3 separate regions of the Danio rerio genome follow, and regions 2 and 3 are each linked to region 1. A link is a contact called in public HiChIP or PLAC-seq data. All regions are on one chromosome and are shown on one strand. Each heading gives the region's core, a stretch centred on a gene start, on an enhancer-like site or on the middle of the called end of the contact. The rest is flanking DNA. Distances are from core to core; before and after follow the strand shown. Region 1 holds the start of tbx2a (T-box transcription factor 2a). Region 2 has its middle 81 kb from the start of ppm1db. Region 3 holds the start of ppm1db (protein phosphatase, Mg2+/Mn2+ dependent, 1Db).

Evidence for each region. HiChIP or PLAC-seq counts read pairs in DNA pulled down with a chosen protein or histone mark.
Region 2: a contact with region 1 is called in an H3K4me3 HiChIP or PLAC-seq map of embryo, with 6 times the contacts expected there. The contact joins the enhancer-like site here to the promoter of tbx2a in region 1. A contact is called at or near these places in 6 of 18 Hi-C or Micro-C datasets (caudal fin, embryo, fibroblasts and 2 more) and 2 of 4 datasets of contacts at active chromatin or transcription factors (caudal fin and embryo).
Region 3: a contact with region 1 is called in an H3K4me3 HiChIP or PLAC-seq map of gastrula embryo, with 6 times the contacts expected there. The contact joins the promoter of ppm1db here to the promoter of tbx2a in region 1. A contact is called at or near these places in 6 of 18 Hi-C or Micro-C datasets (caudal fin, embryo, fibroblasts and 2 more) and 3 of 4 datasets of contacts at active chromatin or transcription factors (caudal fin, embryo and gastrula embryo).

What each region holds. Positions count from the first base shown.
Region 1 is chr5:61,843,448-61,847,315 of GRCz12tu, reverse strand. tbx2a (T-box transcription factor 2a) reads left to right here and starts at 1,478. Exons shown (of 7, transcript NM_001102384.1): 1 at 1,478-2,236; 2 at 2,937-3,204; 3 at 3,790-3,868. The coding sequence starts at 1,878. LOC141385627 (a long non-coding RNA gene) reads right to left here. Exons shown (of 3, transcript XR_012406395.1): 3 at 1-212.
Region 2 is chr5:62,167,819-62,172,044 of GRCz12tu, reverse strand. No RefSeq gene overlaps it. Among named protein-coding and RNA genes, the nearest start is that of ppm1db, 81 kb to the left of the region's middle. Within about 2 kb of position 1,999, at least 20 of the 62 cell types and tissues checked have an H3K27ac peak or open chromatin away from gene starts, as enhancers often do.
Region 3 is chr5:62,249,026-62,252,690 of GRCz12tu, reverse strand. It overlaps ppm1db (protein phosphatase, Mg2+/Mn2+ dependent, 1Db), which reads left to right and starts at 1,917. Exons shown (of 6, transcript NM_001007340.1): 1 at 1,917-2,471. The coding sequence starts at 1,988. The region is part of intron 6 of si:ch211-127d4.3; the gene reads left to right.

The DNA of each region.
Region 1 (3,868 bases), core at 229-2,728:
TCTTCGCATATCCGTGAATGAAAATCCTGGACCCGTAACTCAAGATCCTCTCTTATAACTTCAACTCGCAGAGCGGCTTGAGATTTGACGGCATTAAGTCGGAAGCAACCTATGTCCCCCTCTCTCTCTCAGGAAAGTTCTGTTGTTTTGGGTTCTTCAGTAAGTCATTTCTGAAGTCCACCGTAAGCATTTCAGAGAATGAAATGAGTTCACTGAAAGAAACAACGTGTATTTCCTGTTGACATTGTGCAAGATTCCAAATCTGAGAAAAACGTGTGGAATTAATACCAATCCTAACTGTTTTGCGTCCTTTTTTATCAAAGTAGCCTAACTGATCAGACATCTATTCAAAACACCAGACAAATCTTCCATATGTTGGCTTTCACTAGGGTGATTAATTGTTGAAAGCGGAAATAGATTGGCAGAAGAAGAAAAAAAAACTTTCGTTGGATTTTTTTCAACATGTAGACTAAGCAATGGAGAACATTGAGTGGATCGGTGAACGCTGTTTGAGAATTTGGGGGTAAATATGAATTGACAGGGGTAGGTTCTTATTGTGGGACTCCAGCAGACTGGCGCCAAGCGCTCTTTAACAAACGGAGTCCCACTTAATCAAGAATCTGTTGACGAGCCTCTTAAAGGTACACGACTGTTTGTGGAGCTTTAAAGCTGAGATTGTTACTCTGCTGTACCCTGTCGGCCGATTTTACAAACAGTGAATAGCTCTGTAAAATGAAAAAAGATGAATATACAATTATTTGCTACAATAAAATACACAATGTCTCTATCAAGGATCGATTCATCGATAGTTTGTTGCAGGCGTATATTGGAAAAAAGGCTATGTGACAGCTCGTTATTCCCTCTAAATTCTTTATTTTCGCTTTTAAATGCGCCCTGCTTTTACGAGTATCCCACATCCTGAAACCAATGTACGGAAGATCGCTAGGGTAAAAAATAGGCGAATATAGTACTGTAAAATATTACATTCGGTCGGTTTAAGGTCTTCGTAAACACAAATAACTGCATTTGTTGTCTAGAATTATTTTGTTATCCGTGAAATGTGGGTTGCTGCTATATATTTCCAAAATGTTTAAAACAGCGACACTAAATCGACATTAAATATTTTTTGTATGTTAGTCACATACAACTTTAAATGCATTTTCTAAAAGTTTAGCATTGGAGCTTACAGAAAGCACACGGTTCTTATACTGGTGAAACACAAGCCGGGAGAAGCACTCTCTTACACGGCTGCCTACAGCCAGATGACCGTTCTTCAGTTAGGTTATGCGGGGGTGGGGTTTCCAGATCCTTACTCTGTCATTGGTTAATATTTTATTCTGTTGACATGTTTTCTTACTGCAAATGCTTCCGACACCTTCCAGTCAACCCCCCTTCCACGATCTTGGCTGGAGCTGTCAAAACCACGCCTATGAAGCTCTACAATTGGTCCAGAATGCGTAAAATCGGCAATCAAGACGGTCTGGTTCATTAGTGCGGAGATCCAGTGAGAAGGGGCATGTAAGACAGACACAGTTACACAGTGGTCAGGGAAGAACCTCCAATTCTTCAACAGTGCTCGTGACTTACGCATCCTTGATTTTGGGGCTGCTTTAAATCTTGAGACTATTGCAGCAGGAAAACTGTAAATCTGAACCGAAGTGTCAATATTGCTCTTTTGAAGGATATTATCACTGTGCTGCAACTGGACATACTCAAATGGTAGTGACATTTCCTACCAGTCCTCTTCAACTACTGTGAAATCAACACTGGCTTTCAGTGGCAAGAGAGCGACAGTCAGTCGGACTTACGAGTTGTTTTTACAGGCGCAATTCTTTTTTTAGAATATTATACATTCATCTGGCTTTTTGGATGCACCGATGAGAGATCCAGTTTTCACAGCGAACGCTATGGCTTATCACCCTTTTCACGCGCACAGGCCGGCCGACTTTCCCATGTCAGCTTTCCTTGCGGCGGCTCAACCTTCGTTCTTTCCAGCGCTCACTTTACCACCGGGTCTCAGTAAACCGCTGGCGGATCATGCGCTCTCCGGTGCGGCTGAAGCTGGTTTACACGCGGCGCTTGGACATCACCACCAGGCGGCTCATCTGCGCTCTTTCAAGGGTCTCGAGCCAGAGGAGGATGTTGAGGACGATCCTAAAGTTACATTAGAAGCTAAGGAGCTTTGGGATCAATTCCACAAAATTGGAACAGAAATGGTCATCACTAAATCAGGAAGGTAAGGTCTTTACATTATTTAACCTATTGAATGCTGCATAGGGTGATGTTATTATATTACTCTGCGAAGAGTTGGGTCTATTTTATCGTAAAATATACTTTACATTATAAAATATTGCTCGGTTAAAATTCAGATGTACTGGATGCTGACATAGCATCGAAGCCTCTTAAGAGAGTAGACTAAGAATTGTTCCACATAGCATATATTCATGACAGTATTCAAATAAAATTTATATGCGATCTATTAGGCTATTAAATAAAAACACTAATATATAAATAGACTAATGTTTCTGAACCAATGTAACCAAAATCTTTCTGTAAACGATGGGAACGTGTTTAAGTGAAAATAAACAACAACTATTAGCTGGTAGGCTACATTTTATTAATTTATAAATTTATTTCGATATTTTATCGACAAGCATGTCTAAATAACAAGTCTACATGAATTATAAAGATGTAAAAAATTCTTTTAACTTTGTAAATATAGTCGGTAAATGTTTATATAAACAATAAATAGCCATGTTTTGCCCTTTGCCAAACAAGCAAAACATTGGCTATTTATTTATTTATGGTTATAACGGGAAAGGTATAGTTAAATTAGTTATTTGCATTTATATCCAATCAGAAATTTATTTAATGTCTTCTAAAAATGTTAAATAAATTCGGCCCCAGACCCACCATCATATCTCTTTCGTCCATAGGAGAATGTTTCCTCCGTTCAAGGTGCGGGTGAACGGCCTGGACAAAAAAGCCAAGTATATACTTTTGATGGATATTGTTGCGGCGGATGACTGTCGGTACAAATTTCACAACTCTCGATGGATGGTCGCAGGAAAGGCCGATCCGGAGATGCCCAAACGAATGTACATTCACCCAGATAGCCCGGCTACTGGTGAACAGTGGATGGCAAAACCTGTTGCTTTCCATAAACTCAAGCTCACCAACAATATTTCGGATAAACATGGATTTGTAAGTTACTTTTTTCTTGTATGTAAATCTAAATGTGTTATTAGAAACTCTTCCTATTTTCTTATTATGTAATTTCCATTCATTGCAAGAACAACAAAGGGGATACGGTGAATAAAGTTGGGTTATCTATGATCAAGAAGCAAAGATGATTGGGAAATTACGCTATGGTCTTTGGACATTTTGGGGTGCATTTGGATTTTTAGCATGTTTTAGGAAGTGTTGACTAAATGAAGCATGAATGAAAAGCTGTCTCAAATGTAATTTTTGTTACTTACGATATTCTAACATACAAAATATTTAAATTGCAATGCAATCTATTTTAGCTATAGCCTAAAACAAGGGCCGAAAATACAAAATAATAATAATAATAATAATAATAATAATAATAATAATAATAATAATAATAATAATAATAATACAAAGATTATACACTAAAGGCCTGTCTCAGCAATCACCTCCAAGATCACATTATAAAGATACATAAAACACAGCAGTCGCCGACATTTAGTGTTTTGTCTCTTTTTAAGTGTTTTGATGTCGCTGATTTTCTTATTGACCGTATAACTTTATTTTATTTTCTTTCAGACTATTCTAAATTCAATGCACAAATACCAACCCAGGTTTCATATCGTTAGAGCCAACGACATTCTGAAGCTTCCTTATA
Region 2 (4,226 bases), core at 750-3,249, 320 kb before region 1:
AAACTAAAGTTTACCGTAAAATAACAGACATTAAATTACATAAATTTACCACAAATTTCAATTGAAAGACATTTCTGTAATTTAACGTCCGTTATTTTATAGTCAGCTGCGATTTATTGTTTTGTTTTTTCACGGCACATCAGCTTGCTAAAAAAAGCCCATAAAATTAGGGATTTTTTTGTAAAGTGTATAGTTTCCCATTAAAATGTGAATTTAAATGATAGATCGTGAGGGGTATACTTATATATGCTGAGCACTGTTTATAAACATTTCAACTAAAAAATCTTTGTCTAAACTTTATTCAAAAACAAGTTTAATATTGCTGAATTGATCCAAATGCATTAACCTTAACTATACATAGCTATATACTATACATACATATAGTACAATATACATAGTTTATTTTTGTTGATTCCCTTATGTCTTTAAATAATTTGGATGCGCATAATCAAATACCGAACACAATATAATTGGTAACACTTCACAATAAGGTTCATTAGTTAATGTATTAACTAACATGAACTAATCATGAAAAACACTTGTACAGCATTTATTAATCATAATTGAACATTTACTATTGCATTATTAACATCCAAGTCCATGCTTGTTAGTTAATGCACCATGAGTTACATGAACTAACAATGAACTACTGTATTTTCATTACCTAACGTTAACTAACACGAACAAATACAGTAGTAAATGTATTGTTCATTGTTTGTTCATGTTAGTAAATGCATTAATTAACATTAACTAATGAATATTATATAATCAAATACATAGGGTCAGATTTTATTTTGATGGACCTATTCTTGAGTTAAGTTACATTGCATCTACATGCCAACTAATTATTATTAGATTATACGTAAACTGTTAGGTTGGGGTTAGGGTTTGTGTACATTGACATGTACTTGCAAAGTTTCTTGTAGTCAGTTAAATGTCTGTTAAAGGAGCAGTATCAACAGATATTAAGCAGACAGTCAACTAATACTCAAAAGGACTATCATAATAAAGTGTTACTAAATGTTTATACTTGAGTATGGTCTAATTTGTCAAGATTAATAATAATAGACAGTATTAAAAAGCAACAAGTATATAATTTTTAAAACATACAAATTGACTAAGTGTTCAAATTATTTCACAGAGCAATAATATTAACAAATTAAAAAAATAAAAAATAATTAATAAACGTTGAGATTTACACTACAATTAATTAATGCTGTAGAATTGTTCATGTGAACTAGTTTAATCAAGTAGTAATATGTACGCGTTATTATTAAATTCCAGGAACATTAAGTTTAATAACTATTAAAAACTCCTGGAATGGAAATTAATTAATTAAGTTAAATTAAATTAATTAATTTAACCCAGGAACTGTTCTTCTAATTTTGTAAAATTGTATTATTGAAATACAAAAAGAATTTTAATGTTACACTGAAATCATTTGACCTTTACTTTATCATTTAACTTTTTTATATTTAGGCATTACCTTACAAAATATATCTTACTGAGGAAAGTTTGCGGATACTGTTTTAAAGATTTGACACACTTTTGAAATCAAAAACTGTGTACACACTGAGTTATGGTTGGAATATTTATTCTGCCAAAATATTTTTGCAACAATTAAAGCAAAGGACAACACACAAAGAAAACCTTTTTAAAACTGGTATGTTGCTATTTAAGTGAAAACTGTTAAATAATTATTTAAATTAAACTAATTTTAAAGAAAATGTTTGCTTTATTATTTATTTACATTAATTAAAATATTTCTAAAACCAATTTTATTGTTTATAAACCGCTGAATAAATCATATACAAATAACTCATTCTGCACGATTCCTGCTAAGTTTGCTTTGATTGCATGTAATCTAAAGCTTGAGCTGAATTATTTGTTGGGATTTTAACATGCCATTGAACACAAACACATGGATGAACTTCCAGAAGGAGAAAAGCAAAGCGATAATAGGATGTTACCTAAAGTGACCAATGAGGGGTGCTGAAGCTTCATCCAGCCAGAAACACACCACAGGGCTCTCAACTGCATTACTTCCCCTCTATGAGCTCACGCTATGATCTTATGCTTCACGCATAAATGAGTTCACAATATGTGTGGAGAAACTTCGTTTTTACAAATTCGAGTCAAAATAGTTCAATTAGGAGGGAAAACAGCAACATTAAACTAATATAATAATTATTAAAATTTATTGTGTAATTATCATCATTGTATTTAAATGATTTCATTTATTTGTAATATTATTTATTATCACATTTATTAAATTATATTGATGATATTACAGTAGTCTAACAGTAGACTATTGTTGACAAAAAAAAGTGTTTTTCTAAAATACTGTGACTGAAATCATCCATTCACATGACTAAACTCCAAAGTCTCCAAATCTACATGACCTTTTTTTCCGTGGAATAAGAAATGTGTTTAGTCAGGATTTGAACCCGGGTGTCCCATTTCATGGCTAAACAAAAAACAATACCACTAATCCATCCCACTTGTATCGCACTTACAAACCACTACATGTTTTCGGTCTTGTCTTATCTCACCTTGGGCACTAGATGTACCAGAACTGCTGCTAATATCCCTTTATCCACAATCAACATAGACATTAACACATAATCCTCACAGGTCTTATTTGTTACAGCCAAATTACACTGCTTTAATAAAATGTACAAGCTATTAATTATAATCTCTCCCCGAATCTTTAACAAGAAGGTCACTTTCCCAATGTCTAACACAGTGCTTAGACACACACACAGAAAAAAAAAAGAGAGAGAGAGAGAGAGAGAGAGAGAGAGAGAGAGAGAGAGAGAGGCGATTTCCTGGGATAAGTTGGATAAACGCAGGGGTTTTAGGAAGCATATGGTTTTACAATGATCACATTTTACAAATGTAAACTTGAGCTGTCAGATATCTGACAGCGGGTCAGTTGTGGCCGAGCGGAGGAGAGCAAGCTCAAATTGGATGAAAATGGAAGGAACGGGACAAGGGTTGGAGTTTTATTGCTCAGCATTAATGGGCTCCATGTCTTTGGAGTGAGGAGACTTTCAAGCCGTGAGTTATGTAAATATAAGCAGCTCACTCCTGCCTTTTGAAGTCCGGCTTTGTATAAATCGAGCCAATTTCTTTATCTGGGAAATGTTTAAACAGCTGTTAGTCTTAGTAAGGGATGTCCCCGAGATTGTTCACTCTTCTCTCTGGCTACTTCCTCCTCGCTTTAGCTTTTTTTTTTTTTTTTTTTTTTTTCAAAATACCTCTCCAGGAACCATTAAAGCAGATTACAGATGCTTGTCTGACCTTCACTCCATAACTCTGTTTGTACATTTGTTAAGCTTCAGTGAGACACTTTGATCTTCTCCTATTTAGGACGCCATAAAAAATGTTGTTTTAAAGGCATTTGGTGACTTTTCTGTTTGATTGTTTGAAAGAAAAGGTAAATTAAGCCTCCTGTGGTGTGTTTCCCAAAACTATAGTTAGACAACTTAAAATTGCATCATGAATATAATTCTGCAATTTGGTGTTGCTCAAATCCATCATCCAAATGAACATTCACAAACAGCATCGCAAACATGTGGCTGGAACTACAAATCTATATATTTGAATGAGATTAAGCTACATGCTATTGTAGTAAATGCAAGCAAATAAGCTAATTGTTTATTGCAATACAAACAAATGCAAAGTATATTTGTATTTGCACATACAAAGATAAAACTAATTAGTTTACAAAAGATATATAAATTAAATGACTCAGCGAAAAAGTATTGAACACATAAAGAAATTGAGGTGTGAAAAGGCATGGAAAGTATAGTCAGCAGCTGAAATGTCTAGAAAGCAACCCTACATTTCCTCAGTTCAAATGAATATTAGCTGCTTTAGTCCCAACATCTACGTTACCAGGATGATGAAAATTAAACGAGCGTGAATATTTTAGCAAAACAATGACCCCAAACACGGAAGACAAAAGGAAACACAAGGGAACTCTCAACTTGTTTCAGAAAAAAGAAAATAAAGCTGATAGAATGGCCCAGCCAGTCACCTAAACTGAATAGATTAGAAAACAGGAACAACAAATAAGAGATCATAGACTTGGACTATAGACTTAGACTTAACTGGATCATACTGCAATTTGTTTATAATCCTGAACGATTGTAGCATGTCAGACTGCATAAACATGGCTGCCATGTCACACTGTAAGATCTCAGCTGTCATAAAGTCAGACT
Region 3 (3,665 bases), core at 668-3,167, 400 kb before region 1:
ACTATAGTTAATATACACTCATTGGTCACTTTATTAGGTATACCTGTCCAACTGCTCGTTAAAACAAATTTCTGATCAGTTAATCACATGACAGCAACTCAATGCATTTAGACATGTAGACATGGTCGAGATGATTTGCTGCAGTTCAAATCGAGCATTAGAATGGGGGAGAAAGGTGATTTAAGTGACTTTTGAACATGGCATGGTTGTTGGTGCTAGACGGCTGGTCTGAGTATTTCAGAAACTGCACAACAATCTCCAGGGTTTCCAGAGAATAGTCAGAAAAAGAGAAAATACCCAGTGAGCGGCAGTTCTGTGGGAGAAAATGCCTTGTTGATGCTAGTAGTCAGAGGAGATTGGCCAGACTGGTTCGAGCTGAGAGAACGGCAACAGTAACTTAAATAACTACTCATTACAACTGAGGTATGCAGAAGAGCTTCTATGAACCCACAACACGTCCAACCTTGGGGCAGATGGGCTACAGCAGCAGAAGACCACACCGGGTGCCACACTTGTCAGCTAAGAATAGAAAACTGAGACTACAACTTACACAGGCTCACCAAAATTGTACAATAGAAGATTGGAAAAACATTGCCTGGTCTGACGAGTCTCAATTTCTATTGTGACATTCGGATGGCAGGGTCAGAATTTGGTGTCAACATCATAAAAACAAGGATCCATCCTGCCTTGTATCAATGGTTCAGGCTGGTGGTGTAATGGTGTGGGGTATATTTTCTTAGCACACTTTGGGCCAAACGTCAGTGTCACAGCCTACCTGTTGCTGTCTATGTCCATCCCTTTATGACCACAGTGTACCCATCTTCTGATGGCTACTTCCAGCAGGATAACACGCCATGTCATAAAGCATGAATCATCTCAGACTGATTTCTTGAACATAACAATGAGTTCACTGTACTCAAATGGCCTCCACAGTCAGCAGGGTTCAATCCAATAGAGCACCTTTGGGATGTGGTAGCATCATCGGGAGATTCACATCAAGGATATGCAGCCGACAAATCTGCAGCAACTACACGATGCTATTATGTCAATATGCATAGACATGAGATGTTGCCTACCCTGTTGTTGTCTACTGAAAGGAATGTGTCAATAGAGCCGCCATTTTAGTACAGGGTATTGCTTAGCTGAAATGAAAGCCTAGTATTTAGTGCAAGTTTGTGCTACTTTGCCTTATGGTGAATGCAGTAAGTGACTGTATTATCATCATCAATAACGTTACCCGTTTAGCACAAAAGTTCATAACATACAAAAACATAAAAAACTAAATCCTACCTATGAAATATTCTGCCTGTGTGCTATGTTTTCTTTGTTTGCTCGTTACTACACCCGTAGACAGCGCTAAAGTCCAGAATCTTCACATTGGCACTGTCTTGACTAGTGCGGTTGAATGACATTTGTCCTGGGAGCTCTGTTCAAAAATGGCGGCTCTATTGACGTATGCGACATCTAGTGTATATATCTATGGTCAATATGGACCAAAATCTCTGAGGAATATTTCCAGTACCTTGTTAAATCTATACCATGAAGGATAAAGCAGTTTTGAAGTCAGAAGTGGTCCAACCCCATACTAGTAACGTTAAGGGGTACTTAGTAAAGTGACCGGTGAGTGTACAGTATGCTAGCATTCATTAATAAAGTTTTGTAAATATTATACATAGACTACAGTAGACTTTACTACAGTATGGTTCAAAAACGTTGTATTTTTCATGTGGGATTGGACATTAAGCAAGATATCGACAAGTTCCCGAGAGTTCTTCCGGGCTGTCGCACACGAACCTCCTGCCCAAGAGATGGCGCTAGTGACCTTTCTGAATCCATCACTGTGTGTCTGCGAAGGAAGGAAGGACTGGGAGCTTAGGAAATAAACAAAAGACGATCTCAGATAAATAAATGTTTTTAAGGTTAACCAAAACAGTTTAAATAACGCGTTTGCAGAGTTTAGGTTGATTTGCACTAAAGGAAGGTCCGAATGGATATGAATTGCGACCTATCGCTGCGAGTGAGCGTCTTCTCCGAACAAGGAGGAAGGAAATACATGGAGGATTTAACGGAGGTGATCGTGGAGCTGGAACCCACCGAAGATGAGTTGCAGGCGGCGGGACACGCTGATCCAAAGCCGGACCAAGAGCCGGTCTCTGATAGCGAACCGCCGGACTGCTCAAACAATCCTTTACCGGTTCTGATAGCGTGGAGAAACCCGCTGTCGACCGAGGAGGCTGACGGTACGGATGAGCCTGGGACTCAACCGGCGGCGGCGGACAGCAGGAGATCGGTCGCCTTTTTTGCCGTATTTGACGGACACGGAGGGCGAGAAGCTGCGATGTTTGCTCGAGATCACCTCTGGGATTTTCTCAAGAAGCAGCGGGGATTCTGGTCTAAGGATTACCGGAAGGTTTGTTCCGCAATTCGGAAGGGCTTTATCGCATGTCATCACGCGATGTGGAAAAAGCTTCGTAAGTCAATTCAACACCATTACACGCATATCAATTCAACATTATCACACTCTTGTCAATTTAACACTATTACACTCGTATCCATACACCCGTGTGAACAACGTGACGTTTCCCGATATTGTGATTAGCTCCGATTAGGTTAACGTTATGATGTTCGACACTGCAATTTACCTTTAGGCAAGTTATAGCGACTGCAATCATGCATGTTAGTATCACTTTTAAGGCAAGATGGATTATGATAACATAGAGTTTGCGACTACATAAATTAGCTGTCAAGCTAGTAGACCTTTTTGAAATTGGGCGCCACTCAAACTACTTACTGCCGAAAAGACGAAAAAAAAATCGATCAGAAGGATCGTTCTGCGCATGTGCGGACCATTTTGACTGGCATTTCCACAACACCCTGTCATTTCCATCACCACACAAATTTTTAATCAAATATTTAAAAAGTTCTTATCACACATTTAAAACGTGTTCACAATTAATGAGTCCATGCTCTATTTAATATACACATTCAGTTCATTTATTTTCTAATAAGCTCTTAACCAAATTAATGTAAAATGTTTTAGTTTGACAGGTGGACAATTCAGCATTTGGTCCTAAGGGACTAATTTATTTCATTGACATGTGTATAATTATTGTACAGTAGTAGTTGAATAATTGCCCATATAAACCATTTCAATGTGGTTTTGTCATTGGCTCATGAACATTTCCTCCTTGTTGACAAACTATTTCATAACTGTAACAAGAGGCTATTCAATCATATTCATAACTTAATGTTAAAACAGCTATCATAACATTTTTTATTAATATGTGAATCTTTTTAGATTTTCAGAAGCTATAGAAATTAAAAATATACCATCGGAAATATGTTGGGACTGTTGTTTCTGTTTACATCCCTCAAAATGTCTATTATATGTACATGTAAAATTATTTACATACTGTTGGTTAAACAGTGGAACTATTTCATAAATGTTGTAGAACTTTTTCACAAATACAATAGATGTAAAGGAAAGATGCAAATACAATATGTTATTATTGCAATATATTTTATAATATAAATATTTACTTATCAAAGTTTGATATAATGGCAGAAGTAATGACTATTAAGAAAGAGCATGTCACTGTAATGAGAATTTCTGCAAGTATTGTCTCCAATGAATCAGCAAAACTTATAATTGCAAGATTAAATTA